Linked DNA regions of Mus musculus: region 1 is linked to region 2. A link is a contact called in public promoter capture Hi-C data. All regions are on one chromosome and are shown on one strand. The core of a region is the stretch at or near the end of the contact, and the rest is flanking DNA. Distances in the headings are between cores, read along the strand shown. Region 1 holds the start of Cetn3 (centrin 3). Region 2 holds the start of Ice1 (interactor of little elongation complex ELL subunit 1).

What was found. Promoter capture Hi-C pulls out the DNA fragments that hold promoters and counts their contacts.
Region 1: a promoter capture Hi-C map of liver shows a contact between it and region 2, with 2.8 times the contacts expected there. The contact joins the promoter of Cetn3 here to the promoter of Ice1 in region 2. A contact is called at or near these places in 2 of 39 promoter capture datasets (liver and pre-B cells) and 1 of 484 Hi-C or Micro-C datasets (CD4 T cells).

Annotation. Positions count from the first base shown.
Region 1 is chr13:81,781,903-81,784,602 of GRCm38.p6, forward strand. It overlaps Cetn3 (centrin 3), which reads left to right and starts at 1,345. Exons shown (of 5, transcript NM_007684.4): 1 at 1,345-1,455. The coding sequence starts at 1,439.
Region 2 is chr13:70,636,285-70,638,984 of GRCm38.p6, forward strand. Ice1 (interactor of little elongation complex ELL subunit 1) reads right to left here and starts at 1,350. Exons shown (of 19, transcript NM_144837.3): 1 at 1,233-1,350. The coding sequence starts at 1,313.

The sequences.
Region 1 (2,700 bases), core at 95-2,594, about 11 Mb after region 2:
TGTTTTTTCGAGACAAGGTTTCTCTGTGTAGCCCTGGCTGCCCTGGAACTCACTCTGTAGACCAGGCTGGCCTCGAACTCAGAAATTCACCTGCCTCTGCCTCCCAAGTGCTGAGATTAAAGGCGTGAGCCACCACTGCTTGGCCTAATTTCCTTTTAAACTTGTTAGTAAAAGTACTTAATTTTTATATTTTAGGCAGGGTCTACTACTAGTCCTGGCTGGCCTGCAATTCACAATGTAAAGAATTCAAAGATCTGCTTACATGTCTCTTGGGTGCTGGGATTAAACATGTGTAGCACCATGCCCAGTTGAGTTCTTCAACATTTTTCTACTTTGGTTTTGGGAGTGCTATCATTTAGCTATTACTTTTTAGCTTTATCCCAATCCTTTACTTGTCCAAATTCCTATCTACACTCTAGCTTAACTCATGCATAGCCAATTACACAGCGTCCTTCGTTCACATATAAGCTTACATACAGTATTTGCCGTTTCTAATTCCTAGCCCCAGTTTATTGTATTTATACCGATAAGCACTGCAGGTTAGCTCAGTAGTTTCCAAGTTTTCCACAATAATACCTCATTTTATGCATCAAATATTTATGGAGCACCTAAGTTCCAGATATTTTGTTTGGTACAAATACTCGTGTAAACAGAACCCTGGCCTTGAAGACAGTCAGTCTCGCTCGCAGTCTGATGATCTAAGTAAACTTTAAGAGGCTTGGTGGGCAGTGAAGATAAGACGCACATAAACACTTTATAGCACTAGAAAATGAGAAGCAGAAGCAAGCACACATTTCCAATCGCACAGAAGAAAAGGGTGGTTTGGCTAGTCTCATTGTAAATGACCTAACAAAACAGCAAAACGAGAAGCCTAATCCATAATCCAGCCTGCCTTAAAATCACTTGGGAGATGTACGGGGGAGAACGCTTAGCTTGGTCCTCACTGAACTAAGAATAAAGAATGTCGCCTTTAGATTTAAGTTTCTCAGGTGCACCGGCCACCTAAAATTGTACATCTTTTCGCAGACCTGGTTCCCCAATAAACTGCTCCCTCGTTCTGAGCAGGCTGCTTGGGCTGGCCTTTTCCCTTCCCTCGGTCGACGCCGTGCATGTCACGCGTGGGGCCTCGCCTTGCCTGCCTGAGTCTCGCGTGGTGACTCTAATACGCGCGCAAGGGAGTCGGGAAAGAACCTGGCCAATCCAGGGAGCCAGACTGACAACCAGGGCCAAAAAATGTGTACTTGATTGACATGAATGCTGACCAATGAAAAAAGAAGAGCAGCGACGCTTCCGCCCCAATAGGCCGGCTGTTGGCAATTTCAGCCAATCGCGCCCAGAAACTTGTCTGGTGGGTGGTCCCCGAGGCGTGGAGGTTGGTGGCTGTTGAGCGGTTCCCGTGGTAAAGTCCCCGAGTGGAACATCTCTGTCGGAAGAGAGAATGAGTTTAGCTCTGAGGTCGGTAACGAGGAGGCCGTGCCTCCGTCCCCCCAGAGGGCCAGGGCGGGTGTGGACGGGAGACCGGGTCGGGGGCGGGTGCCCAGCGCCGAGCACCAGACCTCGGCGGTTCCCGCCTCCGGGCACCGCCGCAGCCCGAGTGAAGTCTCGCGAGGTTTCCCTCACGCGACTGCGGGACTCAGCCCTGGTTGCCTGATTCCCCCTGGAAAGTCGCAGGAGCGCTCGCCTTTCTCCCCGGGCCCCGAGGCACGCTGTGCTCTAGGCGTCTCGGGTGGAGCTCGTTTCCGTGACACCGTCCTTTCACTTCCGTCCATCCCTCCCCTCATTGGCTCCTCACCTTGCCCATCTACAGTTAAAGGTGCCCCGGGCGGGCCGCGCCGCGCCGCCCCTTTGGCTCCGCAGGGTGACGAAGGAGGCGGGAGCTGGCGTGGGGGTGTGGCGAGTGGGGGCAGCCGGGGTCACGTGGGCCACTGGGCCGGCGTCCCTGAGCCCGACGGCGTCCAGACGTAAATAGCGCGAGCAGTTAGTTAGCCGAGTTTCAAGGGTTTGAGGTTTAAAGCTTCCATCTTTTAGAACGTGCGGATACACGTGCTGTATCCTCGTTTACACATTTGGACCGCTTTTTGCATTGGCAGCTTTTGAAGGCAGACATTTTCAGATCCAAGTGCCCTTTTTAGATTTTTCTTTAAGCTTCTCCAGAGTTTTAAGACGTTTAACCTATCGTTTACATGTTAAGTGAGAGTTAAAACACTTTTAAACATCACGTAGACTTAAGCACGACTATTAGATGCTGTGATTTTTTTTTTTTTTTTTTTTTGGTGTCTAGTATTTGAATGTTTAGACCCTTTTATATTTTGCCTGGCTAATATCAGTGGAATAAAACCACAAAGCAGTGTTACAAATGTATAATCTAAAAACATTTTGAGCTTACAGTGCAAAAGTAATCTTTTAAGTTTTATGGTTGTTTTTTTGTAGTAATTGTGAGAATTTATAAGCTGTCCAAAATCAAGTCTATTCTGGTTGATTGTTTTGTTCTTTATTTTTGGTAGATGACATTGTTTTGTTCTTTATTTTTGGTAGATGACATGAATAATATGTATGGTGTTTTCGGTGCTTTTGACTTTGTTTAGGATTTCTCTTATAAAAGTACATTTGACTACAGGACATTGATTTAGGGGCAGTTCCTTTATTTGCCAGGCTACTCTGCTTTGTTAAAATTTAGAAAATGAATCTTTGTCCTAAGAT
Region 2 (2,700 bases), core at 100-2,599:
TTGTTACCAATATGTTGCTTCTAATGTAACTTTCCTCTTCTCTTTGCGTACATTGTTATAAACTAGCAGGGGATCAAAAAATTTGAGTAAATAGGCTCAAAACACAAATATGGTCCATTAAAGAAGCGTTCCATTCAGAATCTTTTAAGGGAGGGGAGGGTTATAAGATGCCTACACGATGTGGCCTAGCTACAACATGGCTTGACTCTCCATCTTCTCTATGAGAGTGCCAAACCATTTCCTATTCTCCAAGCAACTAGAACATACGAATCGGCGCAGAGACATTGCACTTTACAATAAAAAGCAAACTTCCACAGATAGCTAGCTAGTCTGCATCCCTTATCTCGTCTCACCAACCCCGAGGCTGCCACAGGCTTTGCTCATCAAACATCAAGAAACCGTCCCACTTGTTAAAACCGATCTCCAGAGCTACTTTTCAACATTCACAACTCCCACTGCCTCAACACCACCTCACCAGAACCCCCTGACATCTTCCATTATTTCCTTCCCAACATCTAAAATCCTGTCGAGTCGTACTTGCGCACGTTCATCTTATCCGTGTCCAGGTGGTTTACCAGAATATGAACAGTGCTTAGAACACTGGGTAGAAAGGGGATGAACTGAACGGGAGCAAGGGCAAGTTCCGTTTTGCCACTGACAATAGGTGAATGGAACTCTAAGACAGAAAGCTGTGCGAGTCTCCAGCCCTGAGCACTGGGGACTATTTCTATTGCATCAGTAAAACCTAGAACCCATCTGCAGCGATCCATTGTTAAGAACAGGACATGACACTGTAACAAACTACCTAGACCCACGTATGTTTATTGGACAATTTTAATCAGACAACTAACATGCTACTTAACAAAAGCTAAGCTTGGCAGTATATTAATAGATACGTGTAAGCTAAAATGCAGTTCCGTTCCGGAATCTTGGAAGTCTAGCGACCTGGGCACGCAACATAAAACCCTTGCCTTCAAACAACAAATAATTAGGAGTGCGAGGAGGCCTTCATCACAGAGAGGAAGATTCCCTCCGCGCGTAGACAGCGTCACCCACCAACCAAACTGGGCCCTGCAAACCCTGAGTCGGGAAGACGAGGAGTCCTGAAGAGCACGCTCACTCTGTCCGCCGCCGGCATCGCAGCAGCTGAACCAATTCTGTCCGTGATTAAACAAAGCACCGGCACCCGCCCCCAAAACGGCGCAAAAGGGTCAGCCAGGGATCCTGCGTACCTGCTGCAGGGAGGCGCAGCCCTGACACCGCGCGAGGTCGGCTGGCCCGGGCGCCGCCGGGTGCGTCTCGCCGGGCATCATGGTGCTGCGGCCCGGCCTGCAGGGCGCGCGCTCAGGGGCCCGCTGCCTCGGCCCTGCTCCGCCGCCCCAGCCACCGCCAGCCTGGCCGCTTCCCGCCGGGCGCGGGCAGGTCCATGCGTGCGCCAAGGTCCCCGTGGAGCCGGCCTAGGGCTCAGACCAGCGAAGCAGCCCAGGGCACTTGAGAGCGGCGCAGCCCCGAGGGCCCAAAGCGACGACAGCACACGAGGTCCCCGCCCCACCCAGCCCCGCCCCCCGTCGGGGCTGCCCGCAGATCCGCCTGATCAAAAAGCCAGAACGAAGCGTGGTCGTACAAAAAGCAAAGCCTTAGGACACATCTTGGAAGAGATGAACAAGAGCCAGGGCCTGCCTTCACGAACTGTCTGTGCATCTGTCAGCTGCCTCATTACAGGCCCTGTGTAGACGCCTAAATCCCTTCAGCCTCCAAGGGGCGGGGGTTTTGCGATGTCATTGGCATGCCGACCACCGAAGGAGGACCCGAGCCTGGGTTTGGAAAGTGCGAACGCTTCTTGCAGAGCTACTGCACTATTCTCCCAGTAGACAGGCAGGGAGCGGAAGAAAAACTACAATTCCCGGAGTGCCTCGCAGCGGCAGGGTGAGCACCGCCTGGAGGCCAACCTCTAGGGCTCCATGCTCTGCTACTAACGTGTGGGGTGTGTCTGCACGCAGCCAACCAGACAAACCCCTTCGAGCCGGTTTCCCAGTCATCTTCACCCTTAGGCTGGAGAGGTGGAAAGAAGAAATCCTCATTCAGCTTTAAAAGCCACTTGAAATCAGGGCTTGAACTCTCGCTGACATCCTAGCATTGTATCCACTCTCCTCAGAAACTTTGTTGCCATCAGTATCTGTCTACTAGGAAGTTTCTGGCGGCTCCTCATCTTCTGGTTACAAAGTCCCAATCTCAACAACAGTGTTGCATTTATTAGTGAGGGTTCTCTAGAGTCACAGAACTTATGGGTAGACTCTATATAGTAAGGGAATTTATTGATGACTTATACTCTGTAGTCCAACTCGCCAACAATGGTCAGCAGCAGCTGTGAATGGAAGTCCAACGATCTAGCAGTTGCTCAGTTCCACAGGGCAAGCAGGCAAAGAAGAGAGAGCCTATCTTTCTTCATCTAATGTCCTTATGTAGGTCTCTAGCAGAAGATACGGCCCAAATTAAAGGTGTGTGTCACCATGCCTGGATCTGGGACTTGCTTTGTCCCAGATGACCTTGAACTCAGAGAGCTTCCAATCTTAATCTCTTGGGATTCATAGCCAGTATATGCCTCAAGATCTCCACGATAGGGGCTGGTCAGATGGCTCAGCGGGTAAGAGCACCTGACTGCTCTTCCGAAGGTCCAGAGTTCAAATCCCAGCAACCACA